Linked DNA regions of Zea mays: region 1 is linked to region 2. The links are chromatin contacts, called in public Hi-C maps. All regions are on one chromosome and are shown on one strand. Each heading gives the region's core, a stretch centred on a gene start, on an enhancer-like site or on the middle of the called end of the contact. The rest is flanking DNA. Distances are from core to core; before and after follow the strand shown. Region 1 holds the start of LOC103636668 (proline-rich receptor-like protein kinase PERK9). Region 2 holds the start of LOC103636665.

Region 1 (2,859 bases), core at 93-2,592, 200 kb after region 2:
TTTTTGGCGGGGGAGGCGAATAGGCAGCAACACGCGCAGGAGCCGGAGCTGGAGCTTGTGTAGCTGGAGCAGGCGACGGCGACGGCGATGGAGAGTTGGATGGACCCGGCGATGGCGGCGAGACGGTGGGAGGCGGCGGAGGAGGAGGAGGAAGCGACGGCGGTGGCGGTGATGGGTATACGCGGGGCTGAACGCGCGGCTGGTCCGTCGGCAGCGGGGGCGGCGGGGCTTGAGGCGGTGACGGGGTTGGATGTGGCAGCGGTGACGGGGGAAGCGACGGAGGGGGAGCGTCCGGCGGAGGAGGCAACAATGCCGGCGGCGGAGACGACGGCGGCGATGGCTCCGGTAAAGGGGACGCCGGAGGTGGGCTGCTTAGCGGCGGAGGCGACGTTGGCGGGGGCGAAGAATGGTAGGACGCGGAGACCGGCGGAGCGGAGGCGGACGACGAGTACGGGCAAGCCGGCGGCCGCGGAGCCAGCTGCGCCTGCAGTTGCCCGTAGCCCCCCTGCTGCTGCTGCTGCTGTGGGGGCAGGAAGGGTTCCACGTACCCGTAGCCCATCGGTACCACCACCGCGCGTAACAGCCTCCACAGCAGCAGTGAGCCGTGCCCACGCGCGCAGGCAGGACGGGATCTGCAGCGCCGCGCCGTCGGCCAGATCTCCCGGCCGCCGGGCGCAGTCGGCAGCAGCTCAGCGGACTGCGGGCGACTGATGAGCGCGCCGTCGCCGTCCTCCCCGGGGTCTCGCGGCGCGCCAAGATCCAGGCCTCCCCACGCGAGCGGCGTCGGTGGCGCGCGCCAGATCACGCCGCGCTGGAGTCGAGGCCGCCCGCCAGTAGGCGCGGAAAGCGGCACCAAGTGAAGCACGCGGCAGCAGGTACGGGTGGCCAGAGACGGCGAGATCCGAGCCTCCCCCCGGCGGCGAGCCCTCCTGGCCAATGTAGTAGCGCAATGCAGCGGCTGGCTGTCTCCCTCAGCGCCTTGGGCCGAGCTCGCGCCTCTTGCCTCCGCTGTCCGCCCGCCCCTGGCCCCTGCCTTGGACAGCAGAGAGGAGTGGTATAATTTTCTCTCTCTCTCTCTCTCTCTCTCTCTATCTATATCTCCTTTTTTTCGAAGGAAAAACAAGTTTACTTTTTACTCATTGTTACGAAGAGGAGGGTGGAGGGGCATCGGGAGCTGTCGCTAGTGTCTGTCTCGGCGGTCCGCACCGCACCCACAGGCCACAGCTGGTCTCGCGACTCGGCGTCCCGCCCCGCGGTGCGGGGTGGTGGAACCATGGGAGACTCTGGGGGCGCCGCACGAACGAACCCGCCGTGTTGAGTTGACGGCGGCGCGCGGACTTTGGCTAGACAGAAAAGTTAAATAAAATTAGTCGGTTACTCGTGCGTTGCGATCGCTTACAACAATACCTATATAGACTATTTAAAAAAAAATTCAATACTTTTTATTGATTGTCTCTACTCTTCATATAATATTTTTTTATTTGGCTAACTGATGTTATTATTTACTCTATCTAATATGTCTTGGTAAAACACGACCAATGAAGTGAGCGATTAGAAGAAAGTTCACAATGACTAACTAAACGAACAGAGATATAGAATGACATAATAAGTCACATAAACTCAAACTTATAAAAAGATAGATCAAAATATGGAGTGGTTACTAAAGTCAGACATCAATAAAAATTGTATGTGCTCCATATAAATTATGCTACTTCGTAGTAATTACTAATGTTTAAAACCTACAAATAACCTTTCATTTTACTGTAGTGTGACAAATCATTGTTGCTCCACCCAATTCAGCAACCCCAAACATCATTGAGTCAATTACGCCAATGTGATCTCAGAAACGATCTATTGCTTGCAAGAACCAAGAACGTGTGTGTCGTGCTTGGGCTGTAGCCTCGGTTTGTAGTGTGACTCGGCTCGACACGATTATATTTTTTATTTTACAAAAAACGTATATGCATATATACAATTTATATCCAAATTAAAAATATCTAAGCATGATGTTCTACTAGTTAGATATCTTCACTCATTGTCTCCCGCACTTTTTCTAACAGGGCATGGTGTCTGGCCCGTGCCAGACCGCCGTTTGGTTATCTATAGGCGTGCAACAGGTTAATTTGAAATAGTTGTTAGAGGTTATTTGTAAAAAAAAGTATCGCGGAATGAGGGGTAGAGCTGGCTGGATTATGGTGGGCTACGTTTTTTAGAAAAAAGGACCAGTGTTTTGTTTTTCGTAAGGTACCTTCAGATTCCTTTTATTTATTTATTTTATGGACGTAATGGATCAGCCCCGACCATGTTGTAGGCTATTGGCTTGACTTTAATTACTCCTACTACTCCTGCAATGTTTTGCCTCGACCGCACCAGAAAACACAAGCTGCCGAGAAGACCGCTCGTCGACCGATCCATTTGTGGTTCCGCCAGCTGAGCTGACCACCGCCTGCATGGCCGGGCTTGGAGCTGGAGGCAAGGCAAACACGACAAGATAGCCTCTGCCCGTCCATTCCATTCCATGGGATTCTTTTCCCGCTCCCCGTTCTCACCAATCTTATGCCCTGTTCCAATCTCGCGAGATAAACTTTAGCAACTTTTTTTAAGCTACTTTTAGCTATTTGTAATCTAAACAGGAGAGCTAATGGTGGTGATTGAAGCTAAACTTTAGCACTTCAATTCATATAGCTAAAGTTTAGTAGGAAGCTAAAGTTTATCCCGTGAGATTGAAACGGGGCCTTACTCTAAGGGCATGTTTGTTTCAGCTTATAGATTATATAATCTGGATTATAATCTAAATTATATATAATTTAGATTATAATCTAGATATATTATAATCTACATGTAGTTGTTTGGTAGTTT
Region 2 (3,269 bases), core at 638-3,137:
AGATCCTAGGTAATTCTAACGCTAACCCCGGCCTAGTGTGTGTTTAAGTTTATAAATTTTAGGTTTCGCCTATTCACCCCTCCTCTAGGCGACTTTCACCAGCAGAAGTGGAGCAACTGCGAGAAGAACTTAGGCGACATCAGGATTACTTGAGGCAACAAGCTGCACAACATGAATACTATGCTACACAAATTCAACAACAGCAAACACTCATACAAGTAAGTTCAAAAGATAATAGCTTTCACTTTAAGATATGTATTGATTAAAAACCCTTATGTGAATGAGTTCGACAATTTTGTAGCAACTAGCACAGACCCAAGGGATACACGTCCCGGTGCCCCCCCCCCACCACCTCTCGTACATTATCCTTGGTCTTCACCTCCACCTACACCTACATCTCCACCTACCGAACATCAGATATGCAAATTCATCATTATTTACTTACTGTTAGTTATATTATGATGTAACTCAGCAAATATCATTTGTACATGTATATTAGACCTCTCCAGCTACATTGCCGACGCATGAACGGGAAGATGAGTTAGACTTTGTCAAAACCCTCTTTGCTAGTGGAGGTATCGACCATCACTCGTCACTGTACCCCGATGGTGATCGGCGATCGTGAGCTTCCATGTTATGTGTTGTGATACTTGAGACTTTTATTATGACTACGTATGAGATATTGTCTCTTATTATGACTGGATGAGATGTGTCTTATTATGACATGGATGAGACTTTTGTGATGTAATTGATGAGACTATGGATTTAAATATTGTTATGTGATTGTGTGTGAGATGTTTTATGTGAAAATATGTTATGCTATATAGCTGTTGATATATTATTATGTTGTGGAATATGGTGTAAAATAAAAATAAACAACATTTGTAATGCTGGTCAAATTAAATTCCTAAAGGCCAACTAGGTCGTAGGAAGTTAGTCAGCAAAATTCTTAGGGGCTACAGTCAGCCCCTACGGGATACAGTCAGCCGTAGGAAGTTAGTTAGCTGACGGCGCTGACGGCGTGAAGTTACTAACTTCCTAGAACCTACTAACTTCCGAGAGGTTAATTTGGTTGTAGGAAGTTAGCTAACTTTCGACAAAAAAATTTTGAGAGCCAAACTTCCGACGGGATAGCTTTACTTCCGAGGGTTTAGCTAACTTCTTAGAGTTTAAGGCTAATTTTCTAGGGTTTAGGTTTTAGAAAGTTTATTATTTTGGTGTAGTATGCACCCCCTCCCGCCAAGCCGTCAAACATAGCCATGCCTCAAGCTTGTTGCTCTTGGGTTGTGACATTCACTCTCTTTTTGGGTGTTTTCGCTTTCTTACTTAAAATCAAATTTTGCTATATTTTATGTTATAACTATTGCGATTAAATAAATCTTTACTAAATTTATTTAATATTTTTAGTGCTTATTTAAGGTATTTGCATGCTTTCTATAACTATTTATTCTATATTGTCTCTGCCAAAATATGAAATAGAATAATGTATGCTTAAAATAATGTTTTCATATATGTCTATTTAAATTACTAGTATGGATAATTAGCACGTCTAGTTAATCTAAAGTTAATTTTGTGTGATAGGTTATGATTGAAGGCAAAATAACTGGCTTGGTGGATCTTAACCTGAATGACTGATAGGTTATGGCTGAAGATATTTGCATTGTGTTTATAAAATAAAGTTTGAAATAGTAGATAAGAATGAGTAACTGAAGATAGTCCTATGCCTATATTACCAGCAAAACGGTTTGAAGTCCAGATCTAGAATCTAACATAACACCGTACGTTAACCAACACCGTGCATCTCACTAGGAAGCGACAAAGGTGTACACTTCCGTTGCATCTGCTGGGCCAAAATGTTCCGCAACAATCCTGGGCTCGGAAAGGTCTCCACTTTCAGCCCAATTGTAAAGAATTGGGCTAGCAACCGGGAACCGAAGGAGGAAGGACTGGAGTCGTGTGTCTGTCTGTGCGGCTGTGCCATGGCGACCAAAGGGTCAGACCCTGCCTCCCCGGCGTCGGCGCCACCGCCGCCACCGAAGCGGCGAAAGATCGAGCCGCCCAGGAGGTACCGGTTTCGACCACACTCCCAAATTCTGGTGGCGAGATTCCTAGCAACATGTGTTGCGACTGCTACGTGCTCCCAACGCCCATGTCCGAACGAGCTGCGCTGCCCTTCTAGTTTCGATGGGTGGATTGGAGAGGTTCCGTCCTAGCTAGTGGAGTGGGGGGCAGGGCAGGGGTGACTATAAGTGTAGGTTTCTTTTGTTGTGTCCATTGTTAGGCACCTCTGTTAACTCAACTCCAGTTGTGGGTTGCAAGTCAAATATGTTTCTGCTTCTTTATTCATTTTTATCATCACTAATCCATCAAACCAGAACCATCTATCCTGTCAGTTAACTCCACTGCGCGTGTAGATTTAAGTATCAGTATTAGGTTATCCGGAGGGCATATCTTATATATACCATAAAATAACAAAAGGAAATCATAGTGCAATTAAATTCATGCCCTGTAGTTCCTTCTCAGATAGAATAGCGCAATGCAAGCCAAATAGGCTTGTGTGTCTTCCTCAGCTCAGTCAAGACAAAAACAAGTGATTCTGCTATGAACTTCACATCAAATGCTTTTTTAATCATTTTCTCTGTTAATGTATTAAGTACCAGCCAAATATACTGTATCTTCTACTCCTTTTGTTTAACAGTTACCGATTCACAAGCAAGCAGCAACTGTACTGAACTATTGTGTTGTTGCCTGTTCCATAATTTATCTCCTCTGGAACACAGGACCAGGCTTTCTCAAGTTACCATCGATAACAAGTCGTCTTCCAACTCATCGGTATTCCCTGTTCCTTGATATTGGCAACGGCCGCTTTATTTCCTGTTCCTTGATTGATATTCGCAAACATCCTTTCTTGATGTGAACAACAACACTTTTGCAGACTCCTCCGGGTTCGCTGCCAGCGAGAGTTGATCTCAACAAAGTTAGAGAGGCAAAGAGATTTGCCGTCCTTGAAGCGCAGCATGAGGGATGCCTTGGAAGCTATAAAAGCTTCGATTCCCTCTTTGGGAATTACCTTGTTCCTGTCATACCAACGAACGATTTCTTTCATCAGGCCGGGACCAAATGATGAACAAGAATGGCTATTTGTAACGAACAGAATGACTACTAAATTTTGCAATTTCCTTTAAGAGCGCGACCTGATACAGCATTACTAAGCTATCAACGGAAGATAACACGAAGACCAAGTTTTGTGTGTGGTGTTGTACGTAGGC

Evidence for each region. A called contact is a pair of places that touch in the nucleus more often than the background predicts.
Region 1: a contact with region 2 is called in a Hi-C map of leaf, with 8 times the contacts expected there. The contact joins the promoter of LOC103636668 here to the promoter of LOC103636665 in region 2. A contact is called at or near these places in 3 of 25 Hi-C or Micro-C datasets (ear, leaf and tassel).

What each region holds. Positions count from the first base shown.
Region 1 is chr8:181,879,891-181,882,749 of Zm-B73-REFERENCE-NAM-5.0, forward strand. It overlaps LOC103636668 (proline-rich receptor-like protein kinase PERK9), which reads right to left and starts at 1,343. Exons shown (of 8, transcript XM_008659022.4): 1 at 1-1,343. The coding sequence starts at 559.
Region 2 is chr8:181,683,431-181,686,699 of Zm-B73-REFERENCE-NAM-5.0, forward strand. It overlaps LOC103636665, which reads left to right and starts at 1,888. Exons shown (of 3, transcript XM_008659019.4): 1 at 1,888-2,065; 2 at 2,781-2,832; 3 at 2,936-3,269. The coding sequence starts at 1,980. The coding sequence ends at 3,124.